Regions from separate parts of the Urocitellus parryii genome. Here region 1 is linked to region 2. Evidence: chromatin contacts called from public Hi-C data. All regions are on one chromosome and are shown on one strand. Each heading gives the region's core, a stretch centred on a gene start, on an enhancer-like site or on the middle of the called end of the contact. The rest is flanking DNA. Distances are from core to core; before and after follow the strand shown.

Evidence for each region. A called contact is a pair of places that touch in the nucleus more often than the background predicts.
Region 1: a contact with region 2 is called in a Hi-C map of muscle, with 4 times the contacts expected there. The contact joins the promoter of Ibtk here to the promoter of Ube3d in region 2. A contact is called at or near these places in 2 of 2 Hi-C or Micro-C datasets (liver and muscle).

Annotation. Positions count from the first base shown.
Region 1 is chr8:76,199,921-76,206,940 of mUroPar1.hap1, reverse strand. It overlaps Ibtk (inhibitor of Bruton tyrosine kinase), which reads right to left and starts at 4,923. Exons shown (of 29, transcript XM_026411484.2): 1 at 3,626-4,923.
Region 2 is chr8:75,561,907-75,568,716 of mUroPar1.hap1, reverse strand. Ube3d (ubiquitin protein ligase E3D) reads right to left here and starts at 1,345. Exons shown (of 10, transcript XM_026411003.2): 1 at 1,136-1,345. The coding sequence starts at 1,212. It overlaps Dop1a (DOP1 leucine zipper like protein A), which reads left to right and starts at 5,093. Exons shown (of 39, transcript XM_077801472.1): 1 at 5,093-5,176.

The DNA.
Region 1 (7,020 bases), core at 3,674-6,173, 630 kb before region 2:
AGTATGCTTCTAATCCCTGAATTTCTCCTGCTCACACATTTCTCCAGAATTCCAGGTCCATATTCCTAATACCTATTGTAAATCTTATCTATGTGTTATAAAAAAATGCTTTTTGAAGAGTAAGGAAGCAGATAAATACTTATTAAATACCTAATACATGCTAGAAATTATGAATAGAGATGTTTAATAAGTAACCCAAATCATACTATCAATAATTATGGAGTTGGTATTCAATGCATATCTGTTTAATGACAAATCCATGCTATTTCTGTTACAATCCACTACTTTCTCCAGTGTATCCACAGGTAACATTAGAAATACAAAAATAAACAAGGCATAAATATTTTATATAAAAAATGTTTCAGGGATAATATTTAGATGAGTATATAGCTATTTTACTATTGAGTGAACAAAATTCATTATCTATTACACAATTCCTACCATCAATGGGTCATAGTTTGATAGAGGAGACCCTTTCTATTTAAACAAGTAAAAAAACATATATTATAAACCTGTGGTCAAATAAAATAAGTGACATATGAATGAAGAGTGGAGAAGAGGAATACAGGAAAGATTTCCTATAGGTATATAAATAAATTTTTAAAGATGAGTATGTGTTTGCCTGATAAACTTTAGGAGGGATTATTTCTCAAAGCAGAATGGTACACATAAAAGACTAAAATCATCTTAGTCCATTCTAAAAATTCCAAATAATTCAAAAGTCAGAAAAGACTGAGTCCTAATATATACAAGGATGGGTCAGATTTTGAACAGCTTCATGTGTTTTTCCATGGGGATAAAGAAAGCAGGCAATTCAAAGATATAAATAGAATCTTGAGTTGACAAGGTGTGGTGATAACACCCAGGTTTCTGGCTTGGATGATAGGCCAACTAAGAGGAGGAGTTACAGGCAAATATTTTGGAAATCAGAAAAATAAAACAAACCTAAGCAAAAAACAAATAACATTAAAGGTGAAAATTTATTATCACATGATCAAGTGTTGAAGGAAAATTGAGTTAGGAGGCAATTGTTGAACCTTGAATACTGGTCTACCACAAAGGTTTTAGCCAGTTGAAAGTGAGCCCTGAACAATGGCTCACAAAGTTTCTTATCCTTGTTTAACAGCTCAGTTAACTTCCTAAAACATTAGTCAGATCATGCTATTCCCTAACATATCCAAGACCAAAATGAACCAATACTCATATCTCATGTGTTAAAAATAGCCTCAGGACCTCAAGAAATTTCAGTTAGATCTGGGGATCATACAGCATATCAAATTCAGAATACCTAAGCTAGCAACTAGGTTCAACACTAACTAGATGAGAAACCATGGGCACATAACTTAATTTCTTGAAACTTCAGTTCATTTGTAAGGAGAAAACAACTATTTAACTTCTAACTTGGTTTTAAAAATTAAATGTGACAAATCACGCATCTGGTAAGCAAGATGACAAAATGGCGTAACTATATGAAAGTTCTTTTTGATTGGAATGCTTTTCACCCAAATCTTTATAAGGTTAACACTTCCTCATGGCTTATAAACATAATACTTCGAGCTTTCATATGAACACGTTCACAGCTTTATTTATATTAAATGATCCTCATTTCAGCCTCATCATTGCCCCTATAAATATGACTACCTTCATTTTACAAGGAGAAATAAGTAGTCTATCCAAAAATCACACCGAAAGAAAATGAACACTCTACATACTGCCTATTTCACCCTATCAAGCTGCTCTATCAAAATGCAGTGAAAGAGAATTCTTCAATAAAAAGTAGTATAGTGCAGTACGAAAAAACTATCCCAATTTTGGGTTGTATGTATTGGGTTGCTACATGCAAAACCCTGGGCAAGTATGTTAAGCTCCCTAACCCTCAATTTCTTCATTTGTGAAATGATAATAATAAACTGTCTGCTAAGTGTAGAAATTATGTATCAGAGATGTTGAATAAGTAACTAAAATCATACTACCAATAATTAGGGAGTTGGAATTCAAATGCATATCTGTTTAATGACAAATTCATATGTACATAAAGATTTTAAGCTTATCTTAAGGGAAAGGAGGGGAGAAATGCTATACTTATTTCTCACAAAATACGTTCAATAAGCAGGCTTACTGGTTTAAAGTGCTCTTTAAAACCAAAATATTCTCCCAATAAATTTGTATACATATAAATAAATGTTATAAGCTGCCGATTACTGACTCATAATCAAAGAATTTAAAACATTTTCTGTTGACCCTAAAATTAGCTTTTAAAATACAGACACAATTTAGCAAATTAGTAATTCAGATTTTTAAAATTTTATTTTATTCTACAGTTTTCTCAAATATTCTCTGGGTACAAGATCTGGAAACTTCAGTTCAATACTTCATCAGTGCATTATCTAGTTTTGCAATACAGAAATCGCCCAAATATTAGGGGGCAAGCACATCTCTAAATGTGGCAAAGAATTATGCCCCTCTTGATGATGGCAAATTAGTTTTGTATCATTTATAATAGTTAATCAAGTAAACTGAGTTTCTTTAGTTTAAAGATACATTCACATGTAGAGTGCTGAATTTATAGTCCAGAAGCATTTTAAATTAAAAATGTAGTAAGTGCCTTACACAGAACTTAGCATACTGAAAGTCTCTAATATTTGTCAATTTTTTAATAGAACACAGCCATTTTTCATCTTTTGTTGACTAAAGTTTTTTGAATATCTGTTTTGTGATTTTTTTTTTATTTTTAGAAAACATTCTTTCTGTCCTCACCTACCTTACTCCAGATTTTGAAACAAAAATCAAGGAATCCAAAATAGTAAAAAAGGGAAATGATAAAAAAAAAAAAAAGCCAATGCTTGCACAATATAAGCAGAGAAACACTACCCACTCATAAAAGTAACATCCTTTCATTACTTCTGATGAATTTTCAATTTCAAATGCCCCAATTCCAAGCATACGAAAGAAGGTGCTACTCAACCTCAGCTTCCTGAAAAACATAGCGTCGGGATAACATAACTTAAGTTCTAGAACTATGTTGGAAAACAAGCGACAAGGATGGCCTGTGACGGGCGTTCTCTATTTCGTATCAGAACAACAACGCTTCTAGAACCTGAAAGCTAATAAGAGCACTGTCTTCCGCACTTCTCAAACAAGCCGCTGTTCCTTTTTTAACATAGTTGTCAATTCCCACCTAACTTCACGACCTGCTCTCCGACAGTCTCCAGAGTGGACTCAAACTTTGGAACTCCACGAAGGGGGTAAAGGGGCCAAGGGCGCCACCAGGAATGGTTTCCAATCCCGGGTTTAAAGAGAAGTGACACTGGGAATGCAACAATGTTGGAGGGCGTGTCAGGCAGAAATGCAACGTAGCAAGTGGCCTGAACAGGCCATTCATTAGCTGAGGGGGGCGGTGGAGAGGAGACGGCAGAGGGCCACTGGGTCGGCCCGCGCTAGTTCACAAGAACCTCAGCGGCCTCTGGGGCGCGGAGTAACCTCCCCGTGGTCGACTCGCGCCACCAGCGTCCGCGGTCACCCGCACCCTCTGAGAGGCGAGAGCTCTCCCACGGCCGAGTGACTGGCGGGACGCCGTCACCTCAGCCCGCTGAACAGCGTCGGGCCGCGCGGAGCCCTCCCTCACCAGTCGCTAGATGAAACTGCGCCGGTGGTCTCCGCGGGGTGGACGCACAGCAACACAGGAACTCATCCTCAGTGAAGGCAGTAGGAGAAACTAAACGGCGCCAGGAGGTGCCGGTCCCCAGACCCCGGTCGGCTCTGGAGGCGGCTGCAGCTACAGCCGCGACTACGGGCACCGGGAGGAGGGCTGGGAGAAAGGGCCCGAGCGGGCGGGACCCAGGAACAAGATGGGTGTTGATTGGCTGGGGCTCATGTATGCCTTACGGCCATTGGCTGGTGCCTGCCCAGAAGGCCTAGCGTGGCAGCACCCAACTGTGGCCTTTGCCTGGCGTCCCGGAGTTGCTTGACCCTGCCGGCCTTGGGGCTGCGGGCTGGCCGAGAGTGGCGAAAGTCCGTCGGGGTGGATTCTAGGCCAGCAGCGATGAGGAAGTGTTCCTCTCGAGGTCAGCTGTTGCTCATATAGAAACGTCGCTTTCCCGGCAGCTCAATACGGAAGACAAACCCGGGGTAGCGAAGATGCGGGGAGACCTGGCCGCGTGCCTTGGGCATCTGATCGCACGCAAAGTGGAGTTTCCTCGTGTAACATTAGCAGTGTGGGTCAGTGGAAAACCAAAGGCGTCGTCTCTGGAAGACAGCCTAACCACGCTGACCCTCTGGTACACCCGGATTATCCCAGAGTCAGAAGGCGTCACTCCCTTCCTAGATCGCCACTAGCACGACCAGCTGCTGACTTGGGTCATGCCACCCTGTGCCTAACGCCAGGCTTACAGGAAGTTTTTCCCCCATATAACTCTGAATCTAAGGGCTGTTTTTAAAGTTGCTTAGTGAGAAGTATTAGGAAAGACAGCCAATAATCAATATCGAATGGTAAAAATACTTCTGCCTAGTGCCTAATACAGTAGGCACTCAGTAAATATTTGTTCAAGGAGGGGTAGTATGACTCAAACAATAGACGTCAGCATTTAGCTGAACCTCTGCCACGTTGTGTATTGTACAAGCCTCTTAATCTCATCTATTAAAAGCAGTTGGACTAGATGTCTTCTTACTTCCTACTTTGTAACCTTTGTGGGAGGCCAAGTTACTAGCCCAAACCTACACAAGCTAGTTAGTGAAGAAGGAAGGGAGACTAATTGGGATCCAGCTCTCCTGCTTCTCCCAGTACAAAGTCTGTCGTTTCTTTGCTCCCCTACTTACTACTTTGGCATATAACAAAAACCAATCTGTAATGTAAAAACAGTGATTTTGAAAGTAAGCTGTATATGCTGACTTCAAACTCACGAATAAAGAAGCCAGTACTGGCGAACAAAGCTAAAGATGTAAATAAAAGCATTGATCTGAGTTCAAAACGTTTATCTGTCTCTTATTTGTATCTGAGCAAGTTAATTGATTTTTCTGAAATCTCAATTTCCTCATTTGCAGAGTGAGAACATTGATGCATTTTGAGATAGTAAAAATGCAATTATAGAAATATATAGCACTTAGCAGAGTGCCTAGCACACAATAACACTTCCTAAACATTGCTACTTTTATAAATATTTTCTTAGCAGCTTAATGATTCCAAGCATCCTTCACTTAAAAATTGCGAAGTTTCAGACACTTATAAGCACTGAGGATCCAATAATGATCAAATAGACTCAGATAATCCTAACATAAAAATAAATTGCAACTTTTACAAGTATGTCAAAGAATATACCATGATAGATTTTATCTGACGTTCCAAAGACATATCACATGAATTAATATCAGAAGAATGATCAGGAGATAACTAGGTAAATGAGGAAATAAAGAACATCTGAGGCCAAGAAATGTGGAATTGCTCCTATTTTCCCTGTAAAATAAGGTGCTTTTCAATACCTTTCAAAGGTATTGTTATTTGCAGTGCAGAGTATTGAAATAATAAGGAAACTACAAATGAAATACAGCTGAATAAAAAATGTAGTTGTGGTTAGGAGAGAAGAAATAAAAATTGGTCATTTTTTTAAATGTGTTTACACATAAGGGATTGAATGGGTTAAAATATAACCACAACCATGATTAATTCTGTGTAGTGTAAGAATGGGTAATTTTTAATTTCTGTCATTTTCTGTTTTGTAATTTTCACTGCAATAATTGTTACTTGGGTGATTGAAAAGTCAAAGTTTGGAAAAATAATTGACTAGAATTTATAGATTAGACTAACAGAAGAAATAAAATTAGAGATGGCTTTGGAAGATTGTGGTGATTGAGAAAAGACAATTATAAGAATAATCTAGGCATTGGGAGTGGAACAGAAAATTAAATCACATAGCATCTGCAATAAACTCCATAGATGCCATATTTTTTCAAACACTACTCTTCATAATCAAAAACGCTACTTCCTTATTATATGATTGGGCTGTCTTTCAAGTTGCATGGGTAAGGAATTACACAGCTGCCCCAATAGATAGAAATCCAAACCTGATTAGGTTCTACAAGAACGGGGTCAGCAGTATAACTGACCTCTTAGAAATGCCTGAGAGCTTATTGTTTAATTTCTTCTTCAGATGGTCTTTCACAAGAGAATACTTGCTGGCTGTGACTTCCTGAAGGACATCTTAGCTTTGGCCGTTAGAGAAAGTAGCATTGAGGCATCTGCCTCAAGCACAAAAATTCCAAAAGCCTAATGTATTCCTATTGGCGTGGATTAAATGAAGAGTCAAGTATATCATGATTAACAATCTCTGAATTCATATGAATGAAACAGAATAAGGAGTAATTCCCCCAAAGAAGACAGGGTATGGCACGCAGAGAGACAAAGATAGTTTTAACAATAGGCTATTCTATTTTTTGTTAAACATTTTTTATTCTAATTTGTTATATATGACAGCAGAATGCATTACAATTCACATTACACATATAGAGCACAATTTTTCATACCTCTGGTTGTAAAGTATGTTCACACAATTTATGTTTTCATACATGTATTTAGGGTAATGATATCCATCTCATTCCACCATCTTTTTTACCCCCATGCCCTCTGCCTTCCCCTTTCACCCCTTTGCCCTATCTAGAGTTCATTTAATCCTCCCTGCTCACCCTCCCAACCCCACTATGAATCAGCCTCCTTATATCAGAGAAAACATTCAGCACTTGGTTTTAGGGAATTGGCTAACTTTACTTAGCATTATATTCTCTAACTCCATCCATTTACCTGCAAATGCCATGATTTTATTCTTTTTTATTGCTGACTAATATTCCACTGTGTATATATACCACATTTTTTTATCCATTCATCTACTGAAGGACATCTAGATTGGTTCCACAATTTAGCTATTGTGAATTGTGCTGCTACAGACTTTGGTGTGGCTATGTCCCTGTAGTATACTGTTTTTAAGTCCTTTGTGTATAGACCAAGGAGTGGGAAGCTGGGTCAAACGGTCG
Region 2 (6,810 bases), core at 96-2,595:
TGTATAAATGATTTGTGGACCATTCATTTGATGGAAAACTACTCAGCAAGAATAAAGATCTTTCTTGCAGTGCTAGGGACTGAACTCAGGCCTCCAGCATGCTAGCCAAGTATTCTACTGAGCTACACTCCAGCCAGAACTCATGATTTTTGAAAGAAAGAAGGGAAAAAATCCAGAAGTACTAATACCCGCATTTTAAAATTGAAGAAAGTCAGATCAATTTAACCTATCTTCAAGGAAGCTAGGATTTGAAGTCAGTTCTCATCCCAAATCCAAAACCTCCACACCAGATCTTGGCAGATTTAAAGAAAAGATGAAAAGTTGAGCATCTATCTAGCGGTGGCACTGTATAATAAAAAATTTCAGGATCTTAACTTCTCACTTATTCTATTTGAAAGAGCTGTCAAAAGGAAGTAGGCGACAGGGCCACAAACCATTAAAATTGCTGACAATAAGAGAACTTTTTTTTTTTTCCAAGAAATTCTTGTCAATATAGTGAATAATAAAAGTTTGCAGACTTCTCATTGGAACTTGGAAAACGAATAAAAGATAATGAGCTCCAATAAGAAGTCTGCAATCCCTTTTAGGCATTCACTGAACATGGGTTTATTGATTGTGTCCCTCAGTTCCTCTGTATTGAGCAGTTTGGGAAGAGAAAACAAACAACCTCCAAAATCCCCAAATGGAGGTTATTTACAAAACAGGAAGCCCAACATTGGAAGTGATCTTTACATGGATGATCCTGAATAAAGATAGTCAGGCATTTTTTATGGTTTTATTGGAAACGCCTGATACTGCCAATGGTGTTTTACGTCACTCTTCCTCAAACTTCAACATGCATTTGAATCCAGGGAATATTGTCAGAAGTCTAAGTTTTGCTTCAGCAGATCTGGTGTGGCGCTGAAACCCCGAACTTCTAAAATGCTCCCAAAAGATGTGCCGGCTGTCAGTCACGGGGAGGGAGTGGTGCTTCGCTCCGAGTAATCATGACGTGCAAACAGCTAGAAACAGGAAACTCAAAATCCGTGGTTCTGAGGGAGGCGGAGAATGCCGCTGGACTCGGCGGCAGGAGCGCGAGCTGGGCTCTGCCTAACCGGGTCTTACCCCAGGATCAGCACTCCCAGCCCGGCCTTACCCCACGATCAGCAGCGCGCTCTGCAGCCGTCTGCGCACCTCCACGAACACACGCGTCTCCACCGCACTGGCTTCCATCGCCAGCACCCGGTCCGCCCTGGATTGAGACGGAGGTTCTCACGAACCCGGGCCACCAGGGACAGGAGCAGTTGCACGTGCAGCTGAAATAGAGGAGGCGACCACAGTGGCAGCTGCAGCACCAGATCGCTCGGCTGGCGCCCTCTGTCAGCCCACAGCGCCGCCTGCCGGGCGGAGAGTGCGCCTCCTTAAGGTCGCGGCCCCACCCCCGGAGCACATTCTCAAAACCCGCTGAGAAAACTGATGGCCAGAGCCAGGTTACACTTCCTAAAAGCACCACCTACCGGGTTAGCCTCCCTGTAAAAGGATTATAAAAATCGACGGTCGTGGGGCACACTCTAGCTAGTTTGCTTAGGCATGAGATAATGGACGGAAGTGATCAGGTGGACTCTGTCCCTAGGAGGGGACAATCAGAAATAGGGTCTTTTGTTAGCCTCTGAGACAACAAAAATGTGAAAGATCAACTTGGCATTGCTTCTCAGTTTAAACAGGATAGCTTCAAGATTGAAATAGTTTCAAAATGTAAGGAAGTTTTCTGCTACCTATATAAAAGAGTGTGATTCAAGTCTAGTATTTTAAATTAAAGGATCAATCATTCATATAACTTGGAATAATTCCAGATAACACATTTCTACTATTTTACAAAGTAAAGACTACCTCAGATAAATCAGAATTTCGTTACAAGATAATTTTTGAAAGTTTACTAAAGGATCTACTATAATATACATACTTATAATGCAGAAATGTAAAAATATAAGATCACAGTAGAATTTCAAAAGGACTTCTTTAAAAACAAAGAACACTTATTTTAAAAGAAAAAAATGATGGTTTGTATAAAAAATTCTGTTTATTGATGCTTCATTTTATCATTTCAAAGTCATAATTACTACACACCAAACTTGAAGCATATCAGTTTAAAAAAATCCTTAAAATCTATAAAGATACTGGATTAAGATAATTTTTCTAAAATCAGTTTTTGGAGTTTTAAACTTTATGGTATTTGCTGCACAAATTCTTGTTCCGTCAGAATAATTTGAAATCATGCATGGAACTTGGTAAAAATAAATTAACTTGGTAAAATTTAGTAAAAAAAATAAACTTTTCTATTCGTTTTCAACTATTTCGTCTATTTAATGGATGATGATCACTTGATATACTATTCCATCATTAACCCCCAAGGCTGTCATAAATACTGACATATCAAAATAGATAACATTCTTAAAACAGCATATTTTTTAGAACAGCATGTTCTTAACAATTAATGTTTTATTAGCTTAAAAGAGTGTTATATTCAACAAATAGTGCTGGGAAAATTGGATATCCATATGCAATAAAATGAAATTAAACCCCTATCTCTCACCATTCACAAAACTCAACTCAAAGTGGATCAAGACTAGGAATTAAACCAGAGACTCTGGGTCTGATAGAAGAAAACTAGGCCCAAATGTCCATCATGTGAGATTAGGCCCTGACTTCCTTAATAAGACTCCTACAGCACAAGAATTAATATCAAGAATCGGGCTGGGGATGTGGCTCAAGCGGTAGCGCGCTCCCCTGGCATGCGTGCGGCCCGGTTCGATCCTCAGCGCCACATACCAACAAAGATGTTGTGTCCGCCGAGAACTAAAAAATAAATATTAAAAAAAAAATTCAAAAAAAAATATCAAGAATCAATAAATGGGATGGACTCAAACTAGAAAGCTTCTTCCCAGCCAAAGAAACAATCAGTGAGGTGAATAGACTACAATTTGGGAACAAATTTGTTTTTAAATATTTTGTTTTAGTTATAGTTGGATACAATACCTTTATTTTATTTTTATGTGGTGTTGAGGATCAAACCCAGGGCCTCACCCATGCTAGGGGAGCGCTCTACCGCTGAGCCATAACTCCAGTGCCAGGAACAAATTTTTAACATATGCACATGAGATAGAGCACTAATCTCTAGATATATAAAGAACACATAAATCTTAACACCAAACCCACAAATAACCCAATCAATAAATGGGCCAAGGAACTGAACACTTTTCAAAAGAAGATATACACTCGATCAACAAATATATGAAAAAATGTTCAACATCTCTAGCAAGTTAGAGAAATGCAAATCAAAATTACTCTAAGATTTCATCTCACTCCAGTCAGAATGGCAGCTATTAATAATACAAACAACAATAAGTGTTGGCGAAGATGTGGGGGGAAAGGCACATTCATACATTATTGGTGGGAATGCAAATTGGTGCAGCCAATATGGAAAACAGTATGGAGATCCCTTGGAAAACTGGGAATGAAACTGAAGCCAGATTTAAAGTTAGGTAGTCAGTGTAGTTAGGTAAATCGGGTCTAATATCGAGTAAGATCCAAAATAGAGGCCATGTTTAGAATGAATTCTGGGAAAAAGTTGAACAACTCTTGGAATGTTAATGAAGTCCAGGAAAAGTCCAAGGCCCAGAGCCCATCCCAAAGAAGTGTTAATAAACAGCCCCCAGCAAACTTGAAGATGCTGACTCAGAAGTCCTTCCTGACCAGATTACTTCTTTGGCTCACCTGGGCCCCACCCTCGGACCTTCCCACCTACATTCCATCACTGAAAGAACTATAAAAAGGGGAAACAACCGCACTTCCACGGATTCCATCTCTGGGTCCCCTTCTTCCTCCGGGAGAAGTCTTTTCTGCTGTCCTTTAATAAACTTCTAGTTTCCACTCTGACCTTGCCTCAGTGTGCTTCTCTGGTGTTATTCTTCAATATTGGGGAAGCAAGGAGTCTTCACCAGTCAACAGGGGTAACAAAACCACCAGCTGACCCAGCTATCCTACTCCTTGGTCTATACCCAAAGGATTTAAAAGCAGCATACTATAGGGACACGGACACATCAATGTTTATAGCAGCACAATTCACAATAGCTAAACTATGGAACCAACCTAGAGGCCCTTCAATATATGAATGGATAAAGAAACTGTGGTATATGTACACAATGCAATATTATTCAGCATTAAAAGAGAATAAAATCATGGTATTTGCAGGTAAATGGATGGAATTGGAGAATATAATGCTAAGTGAAGTTTGCCAATCCCCAAAAACCAAATGCCCAATGTTTTCTCTGATTTAAGGGTGGGGAGGGCATGGGAAGATTAGATGAACTAAAGATAGGGCAAAGGAAGGGGAGGGATAGGGAAGGGGCATGGGGGTAGGAAAGATGGTGGAATGAGATAGACATCATTACACTAAAACATGTATGAAGACACGAATGGTGCCACATATGTACAACGAGAAATATGAAAAATTTTGCTCTGTATGTGTAATACGAGTTATAATGCAATTTGCTTTCATATATAACAAATGAAAATTTAAAAAGAGATCGTTATATTTTATTTAAAGAGTCACACATTTGTAAAAACTTTCTTTTGTTCTCTCCCCTATAGTGTGGGCAAAACGGTGAAATCCACCTTGACGTAATTTGACATGATCGAAAGGGCTTTATACTCAGTACCCAATGACATCAATATTTGTCTCCTAACTTCACACTGGCCGTCTTGGGACCTTAAGTTATTCATAAAAAAAAAATATTCATAACTCTTTAAATTGTTAAAGAACAAAAATTGTACATCTACTTAAATAATTATTTAAATAATAATTAAAATCTGTTTTCGATTCCTATAAGCCCTTCAAATTCTCCATCAAATTGGGACTTTTCCAGGCGAGTGAAAAATGCCTGCTAAACCCCGTTCCTGGTCTACTCCCCGTGACCGCTTCTCATTAATATACACTGGAGGGCGCTGTAGCACCAACTAGCGTCAGCTGGCACGGAGTGATGGGGGCGGGATCCAGGGCCGTCAACGTCGACGCCGGCGTGGGCGCGCGCAGTGCACACTGGGAGCTGTCACTAGGCCCTTCAGCTCTGGGCCTTCGTGTGGCTGTCGCGGTTGCCAGGAGAGCGGCGCCGGCGGGGAGCGGCCGAGCCCACGGCAGGTAACAGCGTCCCCGCCCCCAGCGCGGTCGCGAGGCTGGCTAGCTGCCTGTCCCGAGCAGCCTCCTCGGCCCAGCTCGTTCTGGAGCCACAGGGATGCCCCGCGGTGTCTGCCTGCTGTGGCGTCGGGGGTGTAGCCGCGGTCCCTCTTGGAGCCGCGACGCCGCCAGCCGCCCTCTGGTTTCCCGGGATTCGGGAGCTGCGCAGGGACCCAAGGGTCAGGGCCAGATGGAGGCGCGAGGGTGGCCCAGGGCAGGGGTGACTAGAGGCGGGGCTGGGGCGTCGGGTGACCTGATCCAAGCCTTGGCGCAGGGGTCAAGCAGTGCGCAAGGCTGGGGAAGAGGTCCCACCTGTGCTGTAAAGGCGCGCCGAGTAGCCTCTTTGTTGGTGGAGTCGAGGCATCGTGTGGTCTGCTTGGTCTGGTGGGTTCTTTTTGAGTAGGGAGGACGAATATCAGTTATGGTCAATGGTCCCAAGTAAGGGGTTAGAAAGGAGTACAGAAGTTTATTAAGAGGAAGCCGGAATAGTCATACGGAAGTTGTTAACAATTATTCACCTTTGATTTCCAAAGTCTTTTGAAGTTGCAACATAACAATAGTTACTTGTTCCTTTTCCTCCATTCTTCTACCCTGAGGGGGCCCGAATGGCTCACAAGTGTTTCTCTCTCTCTCTCTCTTAAGCTAAGTGAGTAGTGTTTTGATTAATCTTACATTATCTTAGAGTTCTATGGAGTTAAAGATAAAGATTGAAAAAGACTGATTTAGAGACTGTAGTTAAAACAATGAAAAACATTTTGGTTTACCACAAAATATAGAAAACATAGGCCTTGAACTACTGAGGAAAGAAATTTGTTTTGATGTTGTTGGCTTTTGATAATGCAGACATAAATTCTTATATTTTAATTTTATTTGTAAATATTAATATAGCCTTCTATGAATAACATGTCAGCATTTTATGTACTAAGTCACTGCTTCATGGCCAACACAAAAGTTTTGTCAAATACAACCACAGGTAGTCCAAGTGCCTTATTTTAGTGATTGCTTTCAGATAAGCCTAATCACTCCTCAGAATTGCTAAACATTAATTAATCCCCAGGCAGACTTCATTATTAGGGACCCAATTTTTAAAAATATTTTTAAAGTTTTTTTATTTGTTGATGGACCTTTATTTTGTTTTATGTGGTGCTGAGAATCAAACCCAGTGCCTCACACATTCTAGGCAAGCACTCTTCCACTGAGCTCTAACCCCAACCCAGGGACCCAATCTTTTGAAGAAATAATTAAAAACACCTTGGTTAATACACAAATCAGAAAACGTGATGATAAAATATAAGATGTAAATTTAATGCTATCAATTAACATTGACTATGCAGTCAAAGGAGTCCCATTTTGTAGTTGAAGTGGAAAGATCTCTGGTCTGAAGATGAAGAGATGAGCTTCAAGTTCTTCATTATACTTTCAACCAGGTGTGATTTCCCTAGGCCTTAGTTTTTGTGGGTTTGTGGGTTGGTTTTGTTTCTTGTTTTTTTTTTTTTTTTTTTTTTTTAGGTGAGGGTGGGAAGTGCTAGGACAGAGCCCAGGAATTCATGCTTTTTATCACTATAATCCATTGTAGACATTCCTTTTTTTTTCTTTGT